Regions from separate parts of the Mus musculus genome. Here region 2 is linked to region 1. Evidence: chromatin contacts called from public HiChIP or PLAC-seq data. All regions are on one chromosome and are shown on one strand. The core of a region is the stretch at or near the end of the contact, and the rest is flanking DNA. Distances in the headings are between cores, read along the strand shown.

What was found. HiChIP or PLAC-seq counts read pairs in DNA pulled down with a chosen protein or histone mark.
Region 2: a contact with region 1 is called in an H3K4me3 HiChIP or PLAC-seq map of embryonic stem cells, with 21 read pairs. The contact joins the promoter of Atp13a3 here to the promoter of Lrrc15 in region 1. A contact is called at or near these places in 1 of 39 promoter capture datasets (embryonic stem cells), 2 of 484 Hi-C or Micro-C datasets (the N1E-115 cell line and embryonic stem cells), 3 of 115 datasets of contacts at active chromatin or transcription factors (embryonic stem cells and pancreatic cancer cells) and 2 of 9 other capture datasets (adipose tissue and pancreatic islet).

What each region holds. Positions count from the first base shown.
Region 1 is chr16:30,278,399-30,284,887 of GRCm38.p6, forward strand. It overlaps Lrrc15 (leucine rich repeat containing 15), which reads right to left and starts at 4,856. Exons shown (of 2, transcript NM_028973.2): 1 at 4,770-4,856.
Region 2 is chr16:30,384,696-30,391,411 of GRCm38.p6, forward strand. It overlaps Atp13a3 (ATPase type 13A3), which reads right to left and starts at 3,835. Exons shown (of 34, transcript NM_001128096.1): 1 at 3,653-3,835; 2 at 2,912-2,957.

The sequences.
Region 1 (6,489 bases), core at 3,606-6,105:
GCCGGCATAGGGTGGCATAATAGCCCACGCTGCCCAGGGCCGCTTGGTAGCCGTGACAATGGCAGTAAAAGGCCCTCAAAGCTGCCCTAATTATAGCTTTCTCCTCAAGGCATAGAGTAGCGTCCTCAATCATGGCAACCAACCGCTGGGGAGAGGGCACACCTGGCGACAGTCATATCCACACAGTCAGAGAACTGGCAGAGAGACAGAAGGACAGATGGCTCCCCTGGACGTGGACGCGGCCCCTCCCCAAGAGTGGAAACGCTTGAACAAGGGCTCCGGCTGTGGGTCTCTTTGCAGAAACACCCTGTGACTCACAGGTGAATGGGTAATTAGCCTTGAAGCCCTGGGCTTTGCTGGTTGGGAGCTGGGGCTCTCTTGGATTAGTCCCATCATTCATGTTAACTAAACAGTGTTCCCTGGAAAGAGACTCCTCATTTCAATGCCACCGAGACTCTTGAGAGGGCCATGGAGAGAGACCCTTACTCTACTCTGGCCTTGACATTAACAACCTGAGTTTAGGTGAATTCTGCCTGCCTCGGTTTTCCCTTCCGTAAACGCTTCCGATGCCCTTATAGCACTAGGGTGCTTCAGCTGGAGGCAAGGGAAGCTGGGGGGAAGGCTCACCTTTCTCCCATCCTCTCTCCCTCACGAAGAGCCACCTGGCTAGGCCTCACTTGCACGCCAAGGCTTGAAAACCACACTTCCTCAAGCCTGCTTGCTTAAAACGTTTCCCTGGCAGGGAAATCCCATGAGTTAATCGTTCTATCTTCACACAGACCAAGACCCGAGGAGCTTAAATGGCCTCTCCTGCCCTTCCCAGTGCATCTGAGAGAACTAAGACCCTCAAAGAAGATCTCCCCCCATACCTGTGACACTCCAAGAATGGCTTCCTAAGCAAGGCCTCTTCTCAAGTGAGATGGACCCCAGGCCACCCAAGAGAGGCCAGGCTTGGTACTGCCTCCCCACTCCCACCTAGGACTGTCCCCATCTTGGCTGCTCCTTGGGGCACAGTCAAAGAGAAGTGAGGTCAGAGAGGCTAAACACAGATGGAATTCAGACCTCAGTGTCTACATCTTGTTTCTCTCTCACACACACACACAGACACTCACACATGATCTATCACACATACTCACATACACTTGCACTCTCTCACATACACACATTAACACATACAAACTCACACACATTCACACTCACACACATTCACACAGACACTCACACATACTCTATCATACACATACATGCTCATGTAGACATAAACTCTCTCTCACACACATACACACACTAATACATACAAACTCTCACCCACTCACACACAGACACTCACACACACACAGACACTCACACATGATCTATCATACATACTCACATACACATAAACTTTCTCATACATACATACATACACACACAACAACACATACAAACTCTCTCTCACACACACACACACACGCACACTCACACAGACACTCATACACTCACACACAGACACATACACTCTATCATACACACACTCACACACACACTCACATACATATAAACTCTCTCACACATACAACACTAACAGATATAAACTCTCTCTTACACACACACACACACACACACACACACACACACACACGCACACTGGTCTGAGAACCTTGTTGACTAGATCTGATGTCTTAGCACCGCTGCTGGGTCTGTGAAGTGACCTAATGCATGCAATATACGGAGACTGGTTCTGGGAACAAAGTGGCTTTCCATAAAAGCAAGGGGCTATTATTACTGCTTTGTTGTTGAGCAAAATTGGCTCTCTGGAGGCTCCACCCACAGAACTCCTAACTTCTAGGTTGGGCTGAGGGTTAGACTCACACACAGTAGGGACTCCCTATTCAAGTGTCCACAGACCACACTCAGAAGTACCTCACATGTGATCCAGACTACCCGGGAACCCTTGGTCACATCCTGTGTCATTTCCCACCAAGAACAGAGAAGCAATGGGAAAACAGGAGGCTGACGGCTGCTTCACCTCTAGGTGCATCTCTGAGTTTGCCTCTCTCAACTGCAATTTGCAGATAGCTCTACTTGAGCCTATAAGCTGCTCCCAGATACAGTTTATGGAGTCCAGGACACCACGGGTACAAGACCCTTTTGAAGTCATCTCCCTGGACCATTTGGCTGTTTTGTAGATCAGAAATTGATGGGTCCTGAGAGAGGAGGGGTCACACAGGCAACTTGAAGACTCAAGGGCCTGGTGGACCTCTGAACCTCATCATAACGCTACTACAGAGCTATGTCTCAGGCAGTAGGTGGGGGGAGGGGGAGGAGCCAGCCTTGCCCCTCCCCTAGCCTGATTGGCTCATGTAATCACCCTCCACCTACCCAGCATTATTAGCTACACCCAAGTTGGGCCCCCAACTCATTCTGCAGGCAACTTTATCCTCTGAGGCTGCCCTGATGGTGTGTTGTTTAGCGTCACGGGAGTAAGCTGGAAGAAGGGAGAGAAGGTTCAGAGGGGGTGGGGGGAGGGGCACCAGGAGGGTTGAGCCTGGAAAACACAGCCCATGACTTGGGACTTCTCTACTCCAGACACAAAGCACCCTTAAATCCCTGGACAGGACCTTCACAGCCTCATCCTCCCCGGGGCCTTCAAAAATCCTTGTTTTGCTTTTTAAAATAAGAAAAGAGCAGCCCCTCCCCAGGCCCTCTGTGGGAACCCTCCCAAGCCTGGGGCAAGCCTAGCCCGGCTTCCTGCAGAGGCCAGAGCAGGGCTGTAATTTGCTTCCAAGAGCTATAAGAGTTGTAACTGCCCAGCACAACAGCAGGAGTTGTGTCTGAAGTGGGGACTTTCATAAGAAGCCAGAGTCTCTTTTGAAACTCAGTCTACAGAGACCACTTCTCAGTGGAGCACCTTAGGTCTGAGAGGGAAATGGTATGGTCTCTGTTTAGCCCCGTGCTCCACAGCCGAGGCAGGCACTGGAACCTGCAGCTTCAGGGGTTCTTCTGAAGTCTGGAGGCAGGGAGGCAAATTGTCATCTGTAATCACAGCCTTGGCGTGTTCGCTGGCAGGACAAGCCCTGGGCAGTGCGTCTCCCATCTCTCTCTCTCATCTCTGCACATCTGGATCTACTTCCACTTCAGGCTTCACATCCTCCATTGACAGAGCTAATCTGGGTAGTGTCCCCAAGCCCCGGGAGGAACCTTCCTATACTTGCTGTGGGGTCTTCTCAGAGCTCTTCCTGGCCACGACCCTCTCAACATGCCTTCCCTGTCACAGTTGTTGCTGAGCCCAGCAGCTGACTCATGACCACAGGCAAATTGAACTGTCTGGTCCTGAATCTACTCCAGATGTTCAGGCGATGCAGAAAAAGAGACCTGCTTAAGGAATTTCCAAGTCACAGAGCAGGGACACCCACACATCCGAGAGCTGCCTGCAATGGGTAGTGCCAGCTAGAAATCCCTGGCAGGCAATGCTCAGCACCTTGAGTTCTTGTGTTATCTCAGCAGTCACGGTCTGCCCTAGGGTAGTGCATTTGGCCCTAAAGGTAGAGCCGCTCAGGTTGGAGGGTCCCGAAGGCTCTCCTTTTCCACAGCTCACTCCTCTTCATTTTGGGCAGAGACACAGATAAGGGGTGAGATTAAAACCCACCCAGTTTGTGCGTGGTAGTATATGCCTTTAATCCTAGCACTTGGGAAGTAGGGTAAGAGGATCTCTGTGAGTTTGGGGCCAGCCTGGTCTACATAGTGGGACCCTGTCTTAAAACCAAACAAAACAAACTCACCTAGTCAGCTGTGGTTATAGCTAAGTAGTAGACTGCTTGTTTAGCATGCTTGAGATCCTGAGTTTGATCCTCAGCACCAAAATACATACAAATAAACATACATACATACATACATACATACATACATACATACATACATACCGACACCTGATTTTTTTTCTTGGTTTTTCGAGACAGGGTTTCTCTGTATAGCCCTGGCTGTCCTGGAACTCACTTTGTAGACCAGGCTGGCCTTGAACTCAGAAATCTGCCTGCCTCTGCCTCCTAAATGCTGGGATTAAAGGCGTGCGCCACCACGACCAGCGAGACACCTGATTCTTATCACAAACCTACCTCCAGCATCTCCCTCCCAAAGGCATCAGCCCTGGACCCTGTGACACATCTAGATGATCAGAATGGGATCATCTAAGCTACACACAGAGTTAGAACCTGGACACTTAAAACTTCAACTGGGTTCCAAATTGGCACTCCTGACTAGAGACTGCATATCCGCCTGAGTCCAGCAGTATAAATGTAACACTGTAAATCTACCACAAGTAGAGGGCCGATTTCTCCCAGGCAGAAACCTTGTGAGTTCACCATCCTGGACAGATCTATATGCAGAGTCCCCTTTAAGTGGCTACCTCTGTAGGCTCAATGGAAATGATACAGGTTCCAACAGCCAGAACCTTAGAGAAACTCCTGCCCTTGTGGATCTGGTCTCCCGGAGTAGGTAAACCGGGTGCTTCAGTTAACTTTCAACCAATTTCCTGCAGGTCAAAAGCTCTCCCCGCTGCACTCCAGGCTCACTTCACAGACCATAAAGTCAAGGAAAGCGAAACAGGGCATCAAGATTCACAGCTAGACACTAGGACCGGCTCACCCAGCTCCTGCGCGGGCTGGACCAGTCCAGGTCCTCAGAGCATCCCAGGCACGCGCCAGCCCTGCTCCTTGTAGAGTCTCGGGATCCTATCGTCAACCGGGATGTGGGGCGCGGCCGGGATGGGGGGTGGGCGGGCACCCACTTACCAGCAGCTCCACGAGGCTGCCGGGTCAATAAGAAGGAGGCGGCGAGGAGAGGAGGCGGAGGACCGGACCGGCTCAAGACTGCAGCATGAGTGAGGGCCTTCTGGGTCCTCCCTGTCATTTAAACAGCCCCTCGTGAGTCACCGCACGGGGCAGTGTCGGCCTGCGGGGCGGGGCAACCTCTGGGAGCATCATCAGGGAATTGTGTTCAAGTTGAAGGGGCGTTCATCGACTGCACTTGAAAATAAGTTTCTTCTTTGCCTCTCCTTCCCCATCTCCTTCGGACTCGCTGTGTCCAGTGTGACACTGGAAAGGGGTTTTCTGCCACCGCAGTAGGACTGAGTAACTGGGACCCAGCTCTTGCCTTAGGCACCAGTTCAGGTTGTGATTGAAGTCGGGCTTTCTGTGACCTTTTAGTCCACTCTCTGCTTCCTTCTCCATCCCCCTTCCTTTTCTCCCCCAGCCCCGAATTCTAAAATTTGTATATAGAAATAACTCCAATTTTAGAGAAAATATGCAAGAACATTATAAGGCACACTCGAATGTGTCATCCAATTCAGCCACTGCTAATATTTTGGAAAAGGCATTTAAGTTCTTAGGAAAAATATAGTTCCCTCCACCATATCTCTTTTAAAAGTAGCATTTCATGTCCCTCCGAGGTTATCTTCTGTACCTATGCTGCTGCTCCTGGGTGCGTGCAGGATATGTTCCTGGGCTGTGAAGGTGGTGACTGAGAACGAGGGCTTGTCTGCCTTTCACCTCTGTACCACAGCATGCCCTGATTCCCTACCTTCCCACGGTCCCTACCCCAGTAGGAAACCAGGAGACCATGCTGGTTCTATTCAAAGTGTCCCAGAGAGAGCCGGAGGAAGAGGGTAGAGGAGTCACGGCTGGGGAGGGGGCCGTCAGACCTCTGCTTAACAAAGCATTTAAAGGTTGTAGCTGCCTTGGCTCCGTTTACCTTCTCCGCCTAGTGGCCAGAACAATGCCTGCACCCACCGGGCAGCTCCTGGAATGCGAGAGCCTTAATTAATGTTTGCAGGGCGCTTTGAGATCTGCGATGAAAGGAGAGACATAAAAGTGCAGTGTTATTACTGAGACAGTCACTTGGTGGCTTACCGTGGTCAAGCCCTGCTGCCTGAATCATGCCTTGCCGGTGTCACCATGAATCACAGCCAGAAACAAAAGTGCTCTGGCTATTAACCGAGGAGAGCGCTGCCGCCACACCCCAGTCCCAGCTCCCCCACCTTAGCATCCTATCCCACTACGATTCCACAGAAGAGCATCTTCCTTCTTGCTGTCAACCTTTGGAGCCTCCGCATCTTTTGTTTGTTTGTTTTTTGTTTTTGTTTTTGTTTTTGTTTTTTTGAGACAGGGTTTCTCTGTGTAGCCCTGGCTGTCCTGACCAGGCTGGCTTCAAACTCAGAAATCCACCTACCTCTGCCTTCCAAGTGCTGGGATTAAAGGCGTGTGCCACCACTGCCGGCGGCGTGGTCTCCTGGTTTCCTACTGGGGTAGGGACCGTGGGAAGGTAGGAATCAGGCATGCTCAGGTTGTGGTACAGAGGTGAAAGGTAGACAAGCCCTCGTTCTCAGCCTCTACATTTTGAACCCAGGGCCATCAACTTCCCACCCATGGACCTCCAAAAATAAGACTATTTCCCTTGTCCTGTATTCTTCCTTCATTTCCTACACACAGTTACTGCGCTAGGCTGTCGTTACTG
Region 2 (6,716 bases), core at 2,585-5,084, 110 kb after region 1:
TGTAGAGGGAGACTATTGCGTTCAGCGTTCAGAATTTGTCTCAGCACTAGGATTTTAGAGCATATCAAGTCTACCAATTTAGCAGATTAATTTAACAGACACTAGATTAACCACTTTTAGCATACCTCCATTTTAAGAGTGTTCTTGTCAATAAATGTTAAGCTACTAACTCCTGCTCAATGTATGCTCTAGTCACATACAAGGTCTAATATTTAGTACTTACAGTTAGTGTAGGCCACGTAGACCACCAAGTATACTGCCAAATAACCCGTTTTACTGGCCTGAAGTCACAGGTTTATAATCCCAGCTACTTGGGAATCTTGGACAGGAAATTTTTAATCTAAGGCCAGCCAACCAGGACGAGTGCATTGAGACTCTACCAAAAATTGCACTTAAAAACACAGAAGGGAAGCCGGGTGTGGTGGTGCACACCTTTAATCCCAGCACTCCGGAGGCAGAGGCAGGCGGATTTCTGAGTTCGAGGCCAGCCTGGTCTACAAAGTGAGTTCCAGGACAGCCAGGGCTACACAGAGAAACCCTGCCTGTATAAAACAAAACAAAAAAATAACACAGAAGGGGCTGGCACGTGGCTCTGAATAGTGTCTGCCTACACTTCTGTGAAGCCCTGCATGCAAAGGCATGCATCACAAAACACAGAATCCATTTCCTATAAGACCATCATCATCAAAATCTCTTGAAATTCTATTTTATCCTCCAAACACAATGCATAGGGTAAGAAAGGAACTCAGGAAGAACTAGCTGAGTCCTCCCCTCTTCACATGCACTCAGGGGCCCTCAAGCCTCTTAGAAATATTGTTCTTTGTAAATTGAAATGAAACAGGAAAGGGAAAAAGAAGAACAGTTAAGAAGCAACTTACAGTTTAAAGACTTCGAAGACAACCACAATCTAAGTTTAATATTACTGTCTACAACACAGAAGTTCTTATTTCTTGGTTTGTGTAAGTATGTAACTAGGAACTTATTGCAAAACCTGTTTCCTCATCTAGAAAAGAAAGTTCAATAACTACCAAGTATTTACTTTAGGGCCTAGTACATAGTACAATATCTCAATAACTATTGCCACTGACAAAGTTAAATCAGTAATCAGTCAGGTCAGACTCCCAAATCCCATGAACTCTTTCTATTACAATTTTCTGTTAACTGTCAACACACATTCTTTCTTTTTTCTTTTTCTTTGAGACAGAGTCTCATGTAGCCCAGGTCATCCCTAAACTAAGTCTGTAGCTGAGGATGCCTTTAACTTCTGATTCCCCTGCACAAATAAATTACAAGCATTTGGCACCACATCCAGGATTGCACCCAGGGCCTCAGGCATAGTAGCAAGCACTTTACCAACTGAGCTACATCCCCAAGCCCCAACACTTATTCACAGAAGAATCGATATTTGAAAAATAAACATTTGGGGCTGGAGAGATGACTCGGCAGAGCACTGGCTGCTGCTCTTCCATAGGACCTGGGTCGAATTCCCAGCACCCACGTGGCAGCTCACAACTACAGTTCCAGGGGATCTGATCCCTCACACAGACAGACATTCAGGCAAAACACTAATGCATAACATAAAAATAAATTATTTTTTTTAAAAAAAGAAAGAATCATTTGGGAAACTGGTATTACATGGTTATTAGGGGCAAACTAAACATGTTGAACTATGTTAGTGCTAATATCTGATAACAGAACCAAGCACTTCATAGGACATGAGATTTTCTTTCTACTATCTATGAAACTACTTTAATGCCAATATAGGAATTTATATAACTAATTCTAATTCTAAATTAAATTCTCAAACTAATTCTAAATTAAAATTTCAATTTCTGTTACTGGTTGGCCTGGGCTAAGAAATCAATCATAGCGCTCCATCAGCTTGAAGCTTATCAACTTTGTTTTCAAAACTACACTGCCACGTAATATTTTCATCTGATTACAACCGTACTTAAATGAAACATATAAATTATCACTTTTCCTGCCTAATCCCATAACCAAAACAAGCACTGCTGTTCTAACAACGTTTAAAAATCTCAACTACTCCATCCTCTACCTAAACTAGTGACAAACGACTGGGGAGTGGGGAGAGCAGACACCAGGAAACACCAGGAAACGGAGTAAACAGTATCCTCCCTGCTAAACTTAGTGCTGCTGCCTGTAACACAACTACTCAGAAGGCTGAGGCAGTATCATCTTTTTTCCTCTTCTACAACTGTCATTAATGGGTTTACCATCTCAAAAAGAACTTCCAGAAACTGATGTACTTTTGAAGTTGTTGGACAAACCCTGATGGGATGTCCACACAATCTATCTTAGCAACTACAGCCTATTCAGCAAAGCAACAGTCCTCAAAAAGAATGCTACACATATATTCCAGGAAAACAAAACTGATGCCAGTTTTAGCAAAAAAGGTTTGGTTCTAATCAAAGGTGGAGCCCGTTTAATGACGTGCTGGCCCTTCCAGAATAAAATCGCACTGGAGCTAGAAAGATGGCTCAGCAGTAAAAAGTGCGTGCTGCTCTTAGGACCTAACCACTGCAGTCAGCTCACAACCACCTGTTTCAAAGGGCCTGGCCTCCGAGGGCATCCACGCCTTTCACATACATACTCAAGCACACATGTAAGTAAAAACAAATAAACTTTCACATTAGCCTCAAACCCTCTATAATTGTATTCGTCACGAAAAGGCCCCACATGTCTTGGATTTAAACAATCCTGCAGTCCTGCTTCACAGATCAAAAAAAAAAAAAATCACCATTAACATACTCAAACGTGTTCCATTCAGTTCAGAATCACATAAATTTCTGGGTTTATGACTCCAGAACCATTCATTTTGCACTAATACAAGCCACTAAATATAGCTCTAAAACATTAATGACTGGGAGCTAATTATGTAAGTGATTCATACCTCTTATGTATCCAGACACCAAGATCCTAGGGTGCTTCTGTCAGACCTAAGGGGGAAATAAACAATGAACACCTGTCACAAAAGCCTTCCAAACTGGGAAGCCCCAAACAGTTACTGTCAGTCGACAAATGCTACTCCTTCCTCCACTCCCAACTCCACACCCCACCAGAAAAGCGATCAATCAGGCCCACAGTCTGTGTGAAGGCGAGGCCAGAGAGTACGTAGCGAAAAAAGGGTCTGGGCTTTTCTAGTCCTCACGGCCCTGCGTCTCTCCCTTTAATCTGGAGTGTTGACACCTCAAGTCCGCTTTCCTTTCTGGACTTCGGTTATCGGTGTAGAGTGTGCTGATAGTAGGGTGATTTACTCGTCGGTGGCTGGGGCCGAACTAGGCTTCGGACAGTCAGCACCGGCACGGACCCATCTGGGGCCCTTCCCACATTCTTGCTCCGGGCACATCACCTTCTGGACTTTCTAGAGCGGCTGGCCTAGCGGGGCCGGCCGGCACGCAGAGGGTGCACTCCAGACCTCCACACGTACACGTGCTCCCAGACAGTGCCGGGTCTCCGCACCCCTCTCCCTGTCACACACATACCCCTTCCCAGAGAGGTGATGTCCGATTCGAGTCGAGGAAGCAGCCACAGACCCACCTGGTACCCGCCACCCGGGCGACGCCGTTCGCCTCCTCCAACCTCCCCATCACCTTCGCCTCCCGCCCCACACCCCGCTCGCCCAGTCACTCACCAGCCGCGCCGCCGTGCCGCCTTCTCCGCGGCCTCCCGGCCCGGGCAGCCAAAAGGCCGCAGGGGGCCGGGGGGCCGCTTTCGCCACCGCCGCCGCCTCTCCTCAGCCCAGCCCCATCACCCACGGCCGGCGCCGGCGGCCGCGGGTCGCTCGGGCTCGAGGGTCCGCCGCCACGCGTCGCGGCTCCGGCTGTGGGAACAGAGGCGCCGCGGCGGGGCCCGGGCCGCACCGGGCTCAGGGGCGTCCGCGCTCCGCTGTCGGCGCCCGGGGCGGCGGCGGCGGCGGCGTGCAGCCGGGCAGGGCGAGAACAAGGGAGCGCGGCGCGGAAGACCGGCAGGGGAGGAGGACGGTCTGTGCTGCGAAGCGGTCTCCCGCCGTCGGCGACGAAGCGGACCCCCTCCCCGCGGCCACGGCGCCCGGTCACGCTGCGGGGAGGGCCGGCGGGCACACGGGGAGCGCCCCGCGAGCTCAGGACTCCCGCGCCGGATGTGAGGTCACGTGATTGCCTCATCCCAGCGCCCAGCGCGGAGGGGCCGTCAGGGGGCGGGGCGACCCTCCGGTCCCGCCCACCTCCTCGCCTACGGGGCCCCCAGCCCGCCTAAGCGAGAACTGCTAGCGGGATGCTGCTCAGGACTCATTTTGCGGGAGGCGATCAACTTAGGTGTCGCTTCCCATGCGAGGAGATCGTAGTCCAAACCCCCATTTTCTAAACAAAGACACTGAGGCCCAGTGGTAAGTGCAGGCTTGTCTAGGGTGGCAATCATAAAGGACGCCTGTGCTGGCAAGGTGGAGAGCAAAGTCCTAGCTCTGGACCCAGATTCTTTCCCTCCTTTATCCCCACCTATACCAAAAAGAACACTTTAATTCCAATGGAACTCCTGGCCCAGCCCACGGGCGTGGGACAGAGAACAGTCAGGTAGGTAAGAGAGCTTCCATACGGAAGACAGCCGGGTCTCAGAGAGGAGTTTCTTCCGACAGAGCTGGAAGCAAATTAAATACTTCCCTCCACAGGAGATTTATCTTGGGGCACTGCCTCGCCCGGATGTTCAAATCGCGGTTTTGGTTTTCACTGCCTTCCGCTCCCTGTCGAGCGCGGGAAGCTGAGCCTGCCACCTGCTGCCTCCAGCTCCGCCATCTTTCCACTCTGAGTCTACCTCACCTGCATCCCAGACGCCTGGCCATCTTTGTTCTCCTACCTTCCTACAAACATAACTTTTAGCTGCTTGACTGTCTTAGAGGAGGGAACAGCTGTGTTCAGCTCCTGTTCCCATACTTGGGCACCGTCCACCAGAGGCATGGAGCATCCTGCCTCTTGGTCCGCAGCAGAGAGTAGCACCTCATTTGGGTCGGTAATGTGCCCCAGATACGTGGCCCTAATACACTTCAATGGGAACAGTAAGGATGCTGATCCTGCTTTCCAACCGCAGTGGTGAAGGGCTGGATGGCAACCACGAAATTCTTTTTACCAGGTAATGTGGACATCACAGTAAATGACGATGAGCCACAGCTGTGGCTTCCCAGCTCCTGCTCCCCATTGGGTTTCAGCCCTCCGTGTGTTCCCTAGCTCACTTGTGTTGGAGTACGTAAGTAGTCTAGGATTGAGGAAGTCTGGGTAGAACTGAAAAAACCCTGCACACACTCCTGACAGCTTCCTTAGCAGTTGGTTATTTACCTCGCAGATTTTAACAAGCACAAGCCTCTCCTGGTCCTATAAATAAAACTGTCAAGCCAACCATCCACTTAGAGTGCCCTCTTCAATTAGCCATCAAGTGTTTCTGACCCTCTTATGCACACCTCTTAAACAGTGGGTCTCCCCCTGGCCTGCCTGTACTTCCTCATTCCTCAACTCGTGGCAAACTAACCACACACACACACACACACACACAGAGAGAGAGAGAGAGAGAGAGAGAGAGAGAGAGCTCAACTGACAGTAACCCTTGACCTTGTCATCCACCATTGCAGAACTGTCCTCGGTACTACCTCTCAGCATCTCTCTGCCACATTTGACACTGTGGGTGTTCTCACCTTCTGAAATTACTCTACTGCCTCAGCTTGCAAAGGATTTTGCTCTCCCAGTTGTCAAGTCTCTGTAACTAAGACCTCTCTGCCTTCCTCCGTGGCACCAGTTGTGAAGCAGCACCTGAAATGCAGGGCAGCACCTAAGCCCCACAGCTGTGCCCACTCGGCTGCACTCAACTCTGGGAGGATCAGCTCCACCCTTGGCTTTGAACTCCCACATCAGCCAGATGCCTTTTACCAAACAGAGACTCAAATATCCAACGGCTTGTCATGCATCTCTATGGAGAGCTCACCAAGAAACACCAACAGTTGTCCAAAACCCTCTGCCTTTAAAACTGCCCCTCCCAGAACTATGAGCACTGCCATCACATAACCATTTGAATTAGGAAATTAGGAATAGATGAGTCACCCATGATGAGTCACCAAGCCCTATCTGTTTCACGTCAAATTCCTACCTCCATTCCTCTGGCACCCATTCTTTCTAAGCTATGCCTCTTTGGCAGCCTCCAACGGCCTTCTTTGGATGAACACATCCTCCACACTGCCTCCAAAGTCCTGTCTAAAATGCACAACTACTTAAAGTCCTAAGGTCAATGCACTCAGGTTTTTTTTTTTTTTTTTTTTTTTTTTTTTTGGTTTGCTATTACATGTATTTGTGGGGGTGAGGGACACATCATGGCACAAGAGCAGATGTCAGAGGGCAATCTTATTATGGAGTTGGTTCTCTGGTTGCATGCTGTGGGTCCCAAGGATGGAACTCAGGTGGTCAGGCTTGGTACCTGCCTGCCATTCCACAGGCCAGCACTGGGGTTTTAAAACACAGTAGGAGCCGGGCGTGGTGGCACACACCTTTAATCCCAGCACTCGGGAGGCAGAAGCAGGCAGATTTTTGAGTTCAAGGCCAGCCTGGTCTACAAAGTGAGTTCCAGGACAGCCAGGGCTATACAGAGAAACCCTGCCTCAAAAACAAGACAAAACAAAAACAACAACAACAACAAAAATCAAACAACTTGGACTATAGGAGACCCTGTGTCAAGACAACAAA